Regions from separate parts of the Mus musculus genome. Here region 2 is linked to region 1. Evidence: chromatin contacts called from public Micro-C data. All regions are on one chromosome and are shown on one strand. The core of a region is the stretch at or near the end of the contact, and the rest is flanking DNA. Distances in the headings are between cores, read along the strand shown. Region 1 has its middle 19 kb from the start of Adgrf1. Region 2 overlaps Rcan2 (regulator of calcineurin 2).

Region 1 (2,700 bases), core at 41-2,540:
TTCTGTTCTGGTCAGTACCAGCTAGCTTCTCTATGCTCCCTTCCTCCGCATGAAACTGCTTCAGGAGCAGAAGACAACTCAATGAATACCGATTTGCTTATTTGTGTGGAACACCAAATTCCTACTTGGCTGTAAATAAAAGCTGATCTAAAAAATGTATTAGGGAGCTGTCTATGACGGCTCAGGCCTACTGTACCAACCCTTGTGAGATGCAGGGAGGAAGAGCAGCCTGGGTTTGAGGTGTACCTGGACTTTGTAGTGAGTCCCAGGCTAGCCTGTACTTTAGAGTGAGACCGTATCTCAAAAACCAAACAAAGAATTCACACTGAATCAAATGCATTGAGAAAAGCTGAAGGGAGGGAGAAATGATTTAAATGCAGTGTGACATTCTCAAAGGAATCAGAGCACAGCCCATGTAAATAAAAGAAAGAAAAGAAGGAAACGAGAGATAAAGATGGATGGATGGAGAGAGATGATAGATAGGTAGGTAGATAGATAGATAGATAGATAGATAGATAGATAGATAGATAGATAGATAGATAGATAGATAGACAGACAGACAGATAGATAGATAGCCTGACAGGTAGATAGACAGACAGACAGACAGACAGACAGACAGAAGCCAAGACTGATGGCTCATGCCTGTAATTCCAGCATTTGAGAAGCTGAGGCCAGAGTATTGCCTTCTCTGTTTGAGGTCAGTCCAAAGTTGCATGGTTTGTGCCAGACTAGCAAAAGCTATATAAAGGTGGTGCATGCCTTTAATCCCAGCACTTGGGAGGCAGAGGCAGGTGGATTTCTGAGTTTGAGGCCAGCCTGGTCTACAAAGTGAGTTCCAGGACAGCCAGGACTATATAGAGAAACCGTGTCTCGAAAAACCGAAAAAGAAAAAAGAAATCTGTGTATACAACCAAACCAAACTGAACTGTAATGAAAACACACACACACACACACACACACACACACACACACACACACACACACACACACTCACACACTGGGGAGCTAGCTGTACAGAACATCATAGGAATCACTTTTACAGCAAGGAAGATCTGGTCACTTCAACTTTATATTTGCAAACATATATAATGTGTGTTGATGCTTATTTGCTTATCCCAAGAAATGTATGTTTGTGTTTTAAAAAAAGAAAAAGAGATTGAAAGGGAGTTTGAGGTGCAGTTCTCATGGGATAGTCCTTAGGTTTTGGGAAAAATCCAGCCTTGCTGACAGTGAAGGTTGCCCCCTCATGGTCCTTTATGGACCTCAAGGTTGCTGTGTGTATGGCTTTAATTCCAAAAAGAAGAGGGCTCCTCTAGGCTGGGGTCAGGTTAGGAACAGGAGATATTTGGGACACCCACAGCTGTAGGAAGTGCATGCTCTCTCTTAATTTTGTTTACTTAAGTAGAGAAAAAGAAACCCACATGTCTCTTTGAAGCCCTGTGGGACTGTTGGAGCTGAAATCCCACAGAGAAAGCCCAAGACTGTTGCTGGAATGTTGGGCTCACCATTTATTGTCCTTGGATTTAATGCCTGCTTCACACTTGGAAGAAAGATTCATTCATTTCTCTGCCAAGAAATACAGAATCCTATTGTTTTCCGGCCCAAATTGTTCCAAGATCTTCTTTTTCTTTCTCTTTTTCCTCTGCCGTGAGGCTGTCAAGCCCAGATAAGCATCTCACTTGGCCCTAGGATCTGGTCTCCACAAGAACAGCATGGTTTCCTTGCCAGAGTGCTTGGGACAGAACACCGTATTGCACAGAGGAGATTGGTGGGTGCTCTAGGTTCAGAAACCTCACCCCTTCCACAGAGCCCCTTATTAAACCTTCTGGGTTGCCAAACCAGATTTACTGTAATTCCCCCATCCCAAGGACAGTCGTGTCATTTGAATGGCCAGGGTGACAGTGAGTCTTTGCTCAGTGGCAGGCAGCCAGGTCCAAAGAGGGAAATGAGTGAAGCTGTCCCACAGGCTAGGACATGTTTCACCCCGGAACATTCCCTGCTTAGTTGTAAGAATAAAGGCTGACTTAATTAAGTTGAAAGCCAAGCTGTGATAAGATAATAGGTGGAAAGGGCTACAAGTAAGTTGGTTATCTCTCCAGAGTAAAACCACCCCAGGGGCTACAGCCTAAGTAGTGTCTTTTGTCTTCCTTACAGAACATTCTCATTGGCTTAGAGGGTTGGTTTCCAGCCATGAAAATGGCCGAGTTGACTCTTCCACACCCGCCTTCTCCCACCTCCCTCTCTCCTCAGGGACCTTCCATGGCCACAGACTCCCTAATTGTCAGCTTCAGGGACTTCAGACAAGCACGCTACCCATACATCTCTCCTCCAGTTTCTGACAGAGGCAGCCTTTCTCCTCTTGGACTTTTCAGCCAAATGCCTCCTCTAGAATGTCCTCTAAGTTATCTAGGTTCTGACTTTTCCTTTGGTCAATTGGCTTATTTAAACAAAACAAAACAAAACAAAAAACAACAGCAACAAAAAATCGTTCTGAATCAGAAACTCTCTCCACTTTTCAAACACTGCCTTCCCTTCCCTCCCCTCCCCTCCCCTCCTCTCCCTCCCCTCCTCTCCCCTCCCTTTCCCCTTCCTCTTAATTGTTCCTTTCTTCCCTTTCCTCACCTCCAACAATAACAAATCATCCACAAATCTCTGAAAGGTCCAATCCCAGAATTCCTTCTCCTCTGGCTAAGAAGGTTT
Region 2 (2,700 bases), core at 199-2,698, 780 kb after region 1:
CAGTGTTGCCATCTGTTGTTTTAAGAAGACTAGTTGCTGTGGTGAGGAAAACAGGAAGTTCTCCAGGTGGCTGGAAGTTTCAAAGATGTCACCAGATGGGGTCTTTGTTAGAAGAAACATGTGTGGAAATGCTTCAGAGTCTTATTGAGGAAAGCACCGAGACTGACCAAAAGTGGTGGTAGATGGGGAAGGAACTGAGGAGTACCTGGCTCTAAGGATTTTCACGGAGATGCCTGGAAGGGTGATAGAAAGATCCCATCTTAGAGATGTGAGCATGAGTGTGTATTTAGGAAGATGTCAAGCGGTCAATATGAGGCCTCTGATAAGGGCATCAGTGTGAACAAGTAAGAATCTTCCAGAACAGCAGGAGGTGCTAAGGAACAAAGCATCTACATGTTAAATTGCCATTGGGAAGTCCCTGAAGCAGAGATTCTATCTGTTCCCCATCAGGGCATATGTTAGGGCCTGGTCCCCAAGTGCTGAAGTCTCAGGAGGGTTTCTTCTTCCCTTCATTAATTCAAAAAGGGTTATTATTTTTTCTCCCTACGTATTAAAATCTATATAGCTTTGACTCTTGTTTTAATGTCTGCACCATCTTCTTGCCATTGCATCTCTGTAAGACGCTGGTGTTTACAAACTATAATCTCAGTGAGGAAGTCTAGAGAAAAATGCAGGAGGGGCTCAGTCACTGCCTAGAGTCAAAAGTGGCCTTATGGCCACCCCCCTGTGTCAATTACATTGGAAGGCACTACCACCCAGGACCCTTTCAGGACCCTGCTCATTACAGGTGGGAGGCATCTTGCCTGCAATACAGTCCCTCCTTCTTACCACAGGAACCAAGACATTGTCACCAACCTGATCCCACCCACTCAAGAAGCTAGAGGACAGAAGTTGGGCATCTCTTTGAACAGTAGCCAAGCCTCAGTCAGTGTCTGAGGCCTGAATGAGCATTAGACTCTTGCCCACACTAGATAGTTTTTCATGTGTCTCAGCATAGCTCAAGGGAAAACCCTGACTGGTGCATTTTTGAAGGCTTTTGGCCCTGGCCTCCTTTCTGCACACAGGGGACAGGACAATCTAACGCAGACAAGGGAGCAAGCAGGTGACAGATGAATGCTTTCCTTGTCCCATAAAAGGAACTGGTCTGAATGTCCTGTCCTCACTGCACCATGGCCAAGATTGTCTCCACCCTGGGTGGAAAAGGCTTGACACAAGCTCTTTGTCCCCAACTAAGCCCAGTTGTTCCCTTTGAATAGTGACAGTATTGACGTCAACCCTCATGATGGAAGAATTAGCTGAAGCCCGAGGGGAAAGAGAAGCCAAAAAAAGAAAAATCCAATCCAGTAAAGCTAAGGCTATTTCTTTTTAGTTTGTAGGTACTCAGCAGATGTTAAGCTTTGTGGAATTTTGATAGTAACAAAGTTTCCCAAAATAGCACAATGAGATGTCAGCCTTAATGGGACCACAGCCAGAAAACATCCCTTACTAATGTGCAGCCTGACTTGATTAACATAACTGAAGATGCTTTTGCACCCCACATGAAGAGGCTGCACCAGAGGGGGCCAAACTGCTACTCAGTCTCATTCTGGGTTCTTCTTCCTCCATGCCAGAGGTGTGAATGAGATGTGGGGGAGGGGGAGGCAGGTGGTGCCTTGGAAGGAGTGCCCCTTTATATTAGCCAAGGTAAAGAAAAGACCTAACAAAGGCTAGCTTTCCTTGTGTGCTTCACTGCAGTTGTGAAGGGGTGGGGAAGGAAAAAGAAGAAAGGAGAACGGGAAGAAGAGAAGGGATGGGGAAGGCATGGAAAGAGAAAGGAAGGAAAGCAGAAAGTGGGAATGGAAGATGGGAGGAAAGAAGGAATTAGAGATGGAAGAAAGGGAGGGGAAGGAAAAAAGGAAAAGGAAGCCAGGAATGGTAGAGTATGCTAGAAATACCACCACTTCAGAGACTGGGACAGAAGGGTTACAAGTTCAAGGACAGCCTGATTACATAGTGAGTTCCAGGCTAGCCTGGGTTATACAGTGAGTTCTAGGACAGCCTGGGCTACATAGTGAATTCTAGGACAGCCTGGGTTACAAAATGTGATCTCTCCAACAAGGATAGCTGTCTTCCAAAAAGACGAGTAAAAGGCCAGGGTGTATGTTCATGCTGGCCTGTATCACAGCTCTCACCCACACCAGCCTTAGGTTTCATGACCTTCACATTCATGCTTTTATGCGATTTCTCTCTCTCTCTCTCTCTCTCTCTCTCTCTCTCTCTCTCTCTCTCTCTCTCTCTCTCTCTCTCACACACACACACACACACACACACACACACACACACACACAAAAGCACACACAAGCATTACACACCTCCATTAGATCAGCGTCAGCAGGGTTGCTGACACCACTGGGGTTTGTTGGTTAGCAAGCACTTCTAGTAAGTTCTCCCTCCAAGAACCAGTGCTCAGAGATGCCCTCAAGCTGCACTGAACCATCATCTTCTGCACCCTGCAGATAAAACTGGCTCCAAGAGGGTTCCTCTCATTAGCAGTACCCAAGTATCCTCTTCTGCCTTAGAGCTTTGATCTTAAAAAGAAATAAATTAGAAAAAACAAAACAAAACAAAAAAACACCACCATGGTGATAAACTCCACTTAATCCAACTTATTTAACACAACATTAAATGGGTCACAAGATGTCTACAGTGATTTCAAAGGGG

Evidence for each region. Hi-C and Micro-C count contacts between places; a contact is called where the count stands out from the background.
Region 2: a Micro-C map of stem cell-derived neurons shows a contact between it and region 1, with 7 times the contacts expected there. The contact joins two enhancer-like sites. A contact is called at or near these places in 2 of 39 promoter capture datasets (pre-B cells and stem cell-derived epiblast-like cells) and 3 of 484 Hi-C or Micro-C datasets (cortical neurons, palatal mesenchyme and stem cell-derived neurons).

What each region holds. Positions count from the first base shown.
Region 1 is chr17:43,249,986-43,252,685 of GRCm38.p6, forward strand. No RefSeq gene overlaps it. Among named protein-coding and RNA genes, the nearest start is that of Adgrf1, 19 kb to the right of the region's middle. Within about 2 kb of position 1,291, at least 23 of the 459 cell types and tissues checked have an H3K27ac peak or open chromatin away from gene starts, as enhancers often do. A contact at or near this core is called in stem cell-derived neurons, where this site is marked.
Region 2 is chr17:44,029,818-44,032,517 of GRCm38.p6, forward strand. The region is part of intron 4 of Rcan2 (regulator of calcineurin 2); the gene reads left to right. Among named protein-coding and RNA genes, the nearest start is that of Gm34857, 13 kb to the right of the region's middle. Within about 2 kb of position 1,449, at least 59 of the 459 cell types and tissues checked have an H3K27ac peak or open chromatin away from gene starts, as enhancers often do. A contact at or near this core is called in stem cell-derived neurons, where this site is marked.